Linked DNA regions of Mus musculus: all the other regions are linked to region 3. The links are chromatin contacts, called in public Hi-C and Micro-C maps. All regions are on one chromosome and are shown on one strand. The core of a region is the stretch at or near the end of the contact, and the rest is flanking DNA. Distances in the headings are between cores, read along the strand shown. Region 1 holds the start of Apba2 (amyloid beta (A4) precursor protein-binding, family A, member 2). Region 2 holds the start of Tm2d3 (TM2 domain containing 3). Region 3 holds the start of Fam189a1 (family with sequence similarity 189, member A1).

The links. A called contact is a pair of places that touch in the nucleus more often than the background predicts.
Region 1: a Micro-C map of embryonic stem cells shows a contact between it and region 3, with 5 times the contacts expected there. The contact joins the promoter of Apba2 here to the promoter of Fam189a1 in region 3. A contact is called at or near these places in 2 of 484 Hi-C or Micro-C datasets (both in embryonic stem cells) and 1 of 115 datasets of contacts at active chromatin or transcription factors (embryonic stem cells).
Region 2: a Hi-C map of embryonic stem cells shows a contact between it and region 3, with 4 times the contacts expected there. The contact joins the promoter of Tm2d3 here to the promoter of Fam189a1 in region 3. A contact is called at or near these places in 1 of 39 promoter capture datasets (embryonic stem cells) and 1 of 484 Hi-C or Micro-C datasets (embryonic stem cells).

Annotation. Positions count from the first base shown.
Region 1 is chr7:64,500,836-64,503,535 of GRCm38.p6, forward strand. It overlaps Apba2 (amyloid beta (A4) precursor protein-binding, family A, member 2), which reads left to right and starts at 1,303. Exons shown (of 15, transcript NM_001291166.1): 1 at 1,303-1,418.
Region 2 is chr7:65,692,157-65,694,856 of GRCm38.p6, forward strand. Tm2d3 (TM2 domain containing 3) reads left to right here and starts at 1,261. Exons shown (of 5, transcript NM_026795.3): 1 at 1,261-1,413. The coding sequence starts at 1,323. It overlaps Gm33234 (a long non-coding RNA gene), which reads right to left and starts at 1,286. Exons shown (of 2, transcript XR_391545.3): 1 at 695-1,286.
Region 3 is chr7:65,155,177-65,157,876 of GRCm38.p6, forward strand. It overlaps Fam189a1 (family with sequence similarity 189, member A1), which reads right to left and starts at 1,352. Exons shown (of 10, transcript NM_183087.4): 1 at 929-1,352. The coding sequence starts at 1,147.

The sequences.
Region 1 (2,700 bases), core at 53-2,552, 650 kb before region 3:
GGGTGGGGGGTGGGGTAATGGAGGGTGAAAGAGAGGGAGGCAGACAGGTCCCAGGCCTAGGAGGTCCTTACTAGGTCTGCCCCTGTATTCAGTTTTTCTCCAGGCCCTTCTCGGGGTCACCTCTGTCACTGTGGGCATCAGGAAGTTCTTTTCTCACCCCACTCACCCTCCTCTTCCTTTGGTGACATTCCTCTGATCTTCTGCCACCTGGCCTTCATCTCAGGCTAGGACTGAAGGAAGAGAGAGAGGAAGAGGGAGAACCAGGCCAATTGGAAGCATTTGGGGGCTGAAGTGGAGCCCCCCATTCCCTAAAACAGAGCACCCTGTGTGCCTTAAACCTGCAAGTTGCCACAAATGCATAGGGCTGAGTGAAAGGTCAAAGGTGACAATAAAGCCCAACGTTCAAGAATTTCAAGAGGTTTGTTTCTTACTGAGGGTAGCCAACTGGTTCTCATTGGGGGTATTAGAGGTTGGGGCCCTCTCCCTTCTGGACATCCCAGGCAACACAGGTATCAGAGACTCGGTGGTTATCAGGGACCGGGTGAGAAGACCTTGTGTGTGGTTATCAGGGACCGGGTGAGAAGACCTTGTGGCCAGAAGGCTTCTGGTGATTGACTGTGGGGAAGCAGGACAAGGCTTGCCCCTCAGGAAAGGCTTTCTGGGGCCACAATACCCTAGAGAGTCAAGGGATTCGGGCCGGCCGGGGCTCCGCATAGAGCGGAGCTGGCAGAGCAGGGCGCGGTCGCCGCAGCCCCTCAGCGCCGCACGCTCTCCGGAGCCCGCCAGGGGGCAGCGCGGCGTCAGGGGCAGGGTGCGGGCACCGGCAGCATCTCCTTCACCTGTTCTGCCTGCCCAGGACCAGACTGTTAAGGCTCCCCAACTGGCCGGTCCCAGCTCACTCCCAGGAACCTGTGTGCTCCTCAAGGGGCCACCGCGACTCGCGGAGCCTATCTCAGCCCGTATCCCAAGGACCCAGGTCCCAGGTGGGCTCGTCCGCTGTCCCCGCCGCTGTCCCCGCGCCGCACCCGGAGGCGCCGCGCTGGGCGCCGAAGCATCTTTGTCTGCGCTTTGCGCGGCCGCGCGGTCTTGAATCCCTTGATTCCCTAAGGTCTCTTTAGAAAGCGTTTCCACCCCGCGTGGCCGGGCGCAGGAGGAGCGGGGGCGGTCGGTGTGGCGGCGGATAGGGCGGTGCGGGTGCGGGTGCTCCCGGGCCGCGCCGCGTGCGCCCGGTAGAGGCGGCCCTGCGTGTCGTGCGCGGCGTCCGGGGCGCGCCCGCCGCTATCCAGCTTCCCGGGCTCATTAGCAGTCTCGGTGTGCGGCTCGGCGCGGGCTCACAAAGAGCTGCTGCGGCGCCCCGCTCTCGGCCTCGCCGACCCAGTCGGGGGCGGCGGCGCATCGCGCAACCCGCGCGGGCGCAGGTAAGTGGGGCCCGGGGCGCCAGAGTCTCCGCGGCAGCAGCCTGGGTTGCCCGGTTCCGCGTGGGGGGAGCCGGGGCGCAGTGGGGGGCGCGGATGCTGTGGTCCCAGCGCTCCCTTTCGGACCTTGTGGGGCTCTGGAGAGGCAGAGGGGCATCGTCGACAGAGCGGGCCACCGCTGGGACCGGGGGGTGCTACGGACCAGCGCCCCTCTCTCTCCGGACCCACCGGACCCTCCGAGCCACTGACCAGCGGCCGGGCGCGGCAGGGATCAGCTGGCCGCTAGGTTATCAGGGGCTTGCGAAGCGGCGGCGCGGGGCTACCTGGTGTGGCCAGAGGAGATGGTCACTCGTCTGGGTCCCCCTATTATTGCGTTGGGGGGGGGGTTGTCTAGAGGGGAGCTGCTTGGCACTGATTCCAAGTCCCGATGCTGGGCGGCAACTCGGGAGTTTGGGGTCGCTGCTGGGTTCGCTGCTTCCAGGCAACCGGTCTTTGATCTGTACCCCTCCCTCCCCTTTCCCTTTATAATGAGGCCCGGGGGAGAAACTCAGTTAAAAATTCCACACCCCGTATTCTCTGGGGGGATGCGGCGGGGACATGCCCCTTATCCTGGCTGCTTCCTCTTGGCAGGCAGAGCCCGGCAAGGGGACTTGGGTATGGAGGATGAAGGGGAACATTGATCCCAGCTTTTTTCAAGCCTTGTTTTCACAGGGAGCAGTATGGGCAGCAGGCCTCTATATGCCAAAGCTGTGGGTGAACTTCCCCTGAGTGCGGTAGGGATAGGAGCAGGTACCAGTGGGGCTCTGCAAGGGCTTGCCCTGGCTGTAGGCGCCTTAAATAAAGCCTACTAGTCTTAACTTAGAATTCAGTTATGGAAGACTTTTAATTCTTTAATATCTGTTTATTTGTATGTGACTTGACAGAGGCCAAACTTAAATTCGAATTTAAATAAAGCCAGCTCACTCAGGCCTTGTGCACGGTGAAGTTCTTAAACCTTGCTTGTTTTTCTTGGCCTTTCTTCATGTCTGAACTGATTTGTCCCGGTCCCCTTAGACCCCAAGACCCCTTCTTCCTTTATGGATATAGATTTGAGGAAGGATAGTGGTTTCGAAAACAAAGACCCGTAAGCTTTAAGGGTCCAAGTGAACAACTTTTTCTGAAGTACTGATCTGCAGGTGCCAAGAACCAATGGGCAGGCTCCCTTTGGGGCCCGGTCCCTCCAAAGAGGCAAGGATGGGGCTTTCCTGGACAGCAGCAATCTGAGGCAGGGGACTCAGGGCAGAGT
Region 2 (2,700 bases), core at 11-2,510, 540 kb after region 3:
ACTTGTATGTTGAATCGAGTATATTTCTGATTTTTTTTTTTTTAAATCAAGACTGGGTTTCACGATGTAGTTCTGGCTGGCCTAGAACTCACTGAGATTTGCCTGTCTGTGCCTCTGGACTGCATTTCTGATATATTTAAATTATTTTTATTTTGTGTGCATGGGTATTTTGTCTGTTGTCTGGGCACTGCAAGAGTGTCTTGTGCTTATAGAGGTCAGAAGAGGGTGCCAGATTCCTGGAACTGTAGTTCTGGGTGATTGTGAGCCGCAGGTGGGTGCAGGGAATCAAATCTAGGTCCTCTGGAAGAGCAGCCAGTGCTCCTAACTGCCGACTCAGCTCTCCAGACCCTGTAGTTCCGATTTCAACCTTATTGTCTTGGCACTTAATTAAAATACCGTTATGCCAAAGAGAAATTAGTTACAGATTTATTTCACTAGGTGCAGCAGAATTCAAATTAGATGCAGAGAAGCATCAGTCTTTGATATATTATTGATTCTCCTGAACATGAAGAGTGAAGCATCATAGATGAAACCAGTGTGAGGGTGTAGGGTGCGAATTGTAACCATTTTTAAAGCTAACATTTACTGCAGGATTGTTGTGCGCCGAACACCATTTCATGTACTTTTTCACTTATCAGATGTGCAAGTGGGAATTTGGGGACCCCAAAGTGCAAGTCAACAGAGAGAGACATACCAACAGCATGCTTCCTGAAGTATATGCCATAGAAACAACGTAGGTTGCAGAGAGCAGCTCCCCCTCCTCGAGGTTGCTCTCCTGGCCAGTTTGGGGTTGGACTCTGCTCCTACGTGAAAATTCCACACACTTGGCTCTTGTCCCAGGCCCTGAGACCTAACCTGTTTTTCCAGTCTCAGAGGAACTCTAAACTCCGCGTGTCCCCCAACAGGCTGTGGTAAAACCTAAGGCAGGAGCCCTGGGTCCTGGTGCATGGGACTCTTGGAGCTGCTTCCCTGGCTTCATGGGTCAGCGGAACTAAAATGGGCTAACCACATCGCATCACAACCGTTTCCCAGACTCCCAATGGAAAGAGAAGGGCATCTCTTCAAAGGCAGTGAGGGGCTATTCTGGTCCGAGCTACTTCCTGCTGCTGCGGGTCCCCAGTTTCATTCATTTCCCTTGGCCAACAGCACTCAGAGCACGGCGACAAGGAGACCACCCAACCTCCGAGCTGGGAAGCAATGACACCCGCCGGCGGCGCCCCGCAGCAGTGCGCCTGCGGGCCGCGCCCGGACACGCCCCCTTCGGCGCGCCCCCACCACAGCCCCGCCTCCTGGCCCGGAAGTGCGCACGCGCAGCGACAAAAATGGAGGCTGCGGCCGAGCCGCTGCGGTCTGTCCGCCACCTGTCCCGCGTGCTGCTTTTCCTGTCCCAGTGCTACATTCTGTCGGGAGATGGTGAGTTCAAGGCTGGGGGCCGCACCGGGTGAGCTGGTGGCAAGGGGGTCCCCGGAGCCGCAGGAGGCCGGCGACCGACGCCTGGGCGCCGCAGCCCGAGGCCGCAGCACTGCGCTCCAGCCCGCCCCGAAAACCGGTGTTCCCTGAGTCGGTAGCCCAGAACCCCAGTCGACCCCGTCATTTCCGTTTCTTGAGCCGTAGATGCCCAGTGCAGCCCCTACCTGTTAAGCACACAAACCAAGGGTATCCTATCCCATGATAACATGCCTTTCTAATTGTAGGATCCTTAAATTTAGAGCATTCGCAGCCGCTGGCTCAGGCAATAAAGGATCCGGGCCCAACACGTACATTCTCTGTAGTTCCCAGGGCAGCAGGTACTAGACGTTTTCTATTCTAGTAAATGTGCATATTTATAAGGAGTAGTTGCCCGCCCCCCTTTGTTTTCGATACAGGTTTCTTTAGTATAAGAAGTCGCCTTTTGGTTTTGGCTGTTAGATGTGGTGTTGTTTAGATATGTAAATTAAGGGCAGACAGCCGCTTTCAGTAGACAGTTTTGGTCTTTTTGAAATCTATGACTTACCTCTTCATCCAGCCTTACAGGACTCTTCGTTTCTGTTTATTTTTTATTTTCCACTCTCTTCCAGTTCTTTAGCCAGTACTGTTTTCCCTTGAGTTAAAAACCAACCAACCAAACACCGAACTCTACAATGCTTCCCTAATGTTATATGATGTGCTGGGTTAAGAAGGTTGGATAGATACCTGGAGGATAATCCGGGTGAGATCGGGCTTTGAGGGATCTTTGTTTCCTCACCTTTGCAGCCACTGTAGTTATCTTGATTTAAGGCCTTTTCAGCCTTGTGATTTGAACCTTCCAACCTCGGGCCACATGGAGATAGGAACAATAGTGGGAAATGGTATTTATAGCGTTAGCCACTTCATGTCACTTCCAAGTATTCCTGTTTTGCTAACTGTCCGCTAGCTCTTTAGGTTCATCTGTTTGGAGTCCTATTATTTCAGGGATTGGACTTGAAACTGGCAGAGGCATTTCACAGATTTTTATTTCGACGTATATACTAACACCAGTATTTTCTAGAATTGGAGGGCTGAGGGTGTTGTCATTTTTGTGGTGGGGGCGCGCCGAAGGGGGCGTGTCCGGGCTTCATTTTTCCATCAGTAACTTTTGCTGGAAAGGACATTGGATTGGATTTGGAGAGCTGTGTGTTCTGGTTCCAGTTCTGTCCAACATGTCCTCTGGTATTTTGCATAGACTCTGCCTTATCCAAGCTT
Region 3 (2,700 bases), core at 102-2,601:
GTCTTCGTAAGCGGAATTTAAACGCAGAAGGTTCACTGTAATGTATTTGTGCACCACTGACCAAATGTAGTTACAGATGTCAAGAGTTCTCGAAACAAGTGCCCATCGTTATAAATACCCGTGCCACATTTATCCCTATTCCCATATGTCCATGCTTTATTAATACAGAATATAAGCAACTTTCACCAAAACAATACAAAATACCAAAAAAAAAAAAAAAAGAAAGAAAGAAAGAAAGAAAGAAAGAAAGAAAGAAAAGAAAAGAAAAGAAAAGAAAAGAAAAGAAAATCATCTCGAACCAATGGCTTCTTTAATAAATGTTTGCTGGAGGAAACATTTGAGGGTCAAGAACCCGAAAATCAATCTGGATTTTAAATAGCACGCTCCTGACTCCGGATCTCCAGCAGGTCCAGCCAGACCGTCCTGGGCTTAAGGGGAAACAAGATGTCCCTGCGTCCGGGAGGTGCCAGAGCGGGGACCAGTCGGTCCTCTCCAGACTGACCCACAGCCCTGCGCGCCCCCGGCGAGAACCGCAGCGAAGGGAGCCGTGCACAGCGGGTACTGCACCGGGCTCGGGCGCCCCCGTGCCGCCTTGGTCACAGTCGCCCGCTGCCCGGGTCGGTCATCGGCGGCGAGTGGGGATCCGGGCAGTTGTCCCAGGCAGGCACCAGCCACCGACTGCTACCCACCAGGTGGCGAAGGGAGGGCGCCTGGCTGTTTTCCCCTCAGAAAAGTAACTCCGGGCGCAACGCTTTGGAGCGGCAGCGCGACGCGCGGCGGTCCCCGGAGTTCCCCGGCCCGGACTTGGAAACTGCTAGCCGAGCCGCAGCTGCCAGACCCGGGCGTCCGCTCCCCCACTCGGCGCCGGCCGCGTCCCCCGCCACTGCAGCTCCGGGTCCCAGCCCGCGCCGCCGCCGCAGACACTCACCGAGAAGCCGGCCCAGAAAGGGCAGGAGTGGCGCACGCGGGCGGAGGTGGTGAGAGCCAGCGCCGCGAAGCTCACGGCCACGATGAGGCATCCGAGCGCCATCTGCGTGGCCCCGAGAGCCAGCACGATGCGGGAACGGCCCGGGCACTCGCGCAGGCGGGACAGGCTGCGGGGCAGCGCGTGCGGACGCGGTGTGCGGGGGCCGCCGGCCGGAGGCATCTCGTCCCGCAAGCTCTCTCCGCGCTGCGCTCCTCTCACCGAGGCGCCGGGGCAAGTTGCGCTGGCTGCGGGGACCGCCTCCCCGCGGGCAGCAGCAGAGGCTGCGGCGCGCGGCCGACGCGAGCGGCTCGGGCCGGGCGGAGAGCCGGGCGCCCGCAGCCCGCACCGGTGCCCGCGCCCATGCCACCGCCGCTGCGCAGGGCCCGCCGGCCGCGCTGCGCCCTCTCCCGCTCGCCCGCCCGTCCGCGCGCTCCCCTGGCCGAGCGCGGGCGCGAGCCGCCGTGCCGGGCGCGAGCCGCCGCGGGCTTCGGGAGCGAGCCTAGCCGCTGTGCGCCGGGGCCCGGGAGGGAACCGAAGCCGAAGGGGGGGACAAGGCAGGGAGCAGGAGAGGTCGCGGGTGTGTCCTCCGCGTTGGTGCCTCCTCCTGGGCCGAGTCGGATACTGGGGAGAGGACGGACGGAGCCTGGACACCGGCAAGGACAGAGGACTCCGAGAGGACCCTTTGGCCAAGGCGTGGGAGCGGGGTTGTGGGACCTGAGGCTCTGAAAGGGCTTGGATGTCGATTTCCTGCGCTGAGCCCCAGGCGTGGCGACCTCCAGTTAATAAGCCTAGCCGCCTTCGTGCAGAATCACCCTAGAAGCCACCTAGGACACCCCTGGGGCAAGCAGCTGCCTTCTATCCACTTCTCCTTTGCGGGGCGTTTTATAAAACAAGTCCCAAGTTTAGCCTTTAAAACAGTATACAAGAGCAAATGTAAATGGAGGTTGTATTAAACAGCCTATACTCCCTCTTGCCCCCAGATTTAATGATTGGCTTCCTTGAAATTGCAAGGAAACCTGGAAATTCGGTTGTCCCAATGCCTTTTGTGGTCCTGTTGATGGGACAACTTTAAGCCTATCAGTGTTGAATGGAGTCTGCAGGGTCGGAAGTATGAAGGACTGGCCGAAAAGGAAAGTTGCAAAAGATGAAATTCAAAGGTCATTCTTCCATGACCTCTTGGCAGGACTTATGGAGTCCTCCATCCCTGTCTGCCTCCTCCCCCTCAACCCCCGCCCCATTGGATTGGAAATACCGAACAGTGTCCTCCCGAAAATATCTCAATTGCTGGTGCTTGAAATTTCAGCGTTAGAGATATTGATTCCTTTGGGGCTTGACGAGCCCCTATTAAAATGCAAATTCCCCTTGAAGGGGCAATAGCTCAGCCTTTATCAGCCAACACCTTACCAGGGATGGGATTTATTTTCCAATTTAACTGGATGGCCAAGGGATGAAGAGAGAGAGGGTGGGAATCCCAGGATAAAGTGGATGACCTCCAAATATTGGCCCGTGGCCAACTGCTGTCGTCTCTCCCAGTTCTTTATAAAATGAAATAAGCCTCTGGCCAGGTGTTTAGAGCGCCCTAGTACAAATTCCAATTTCCTGGAGGTATTTTCTATCTAGAAGTTCTCAGGAAGCATTTTTGTCAGTGCTTGAAACAATATCAAAGCGTGATACTCGACTGCCCTCACCTCCCTCGCCCATTCAGGCATTCTTCTGAAAACCGGCTCAGACTA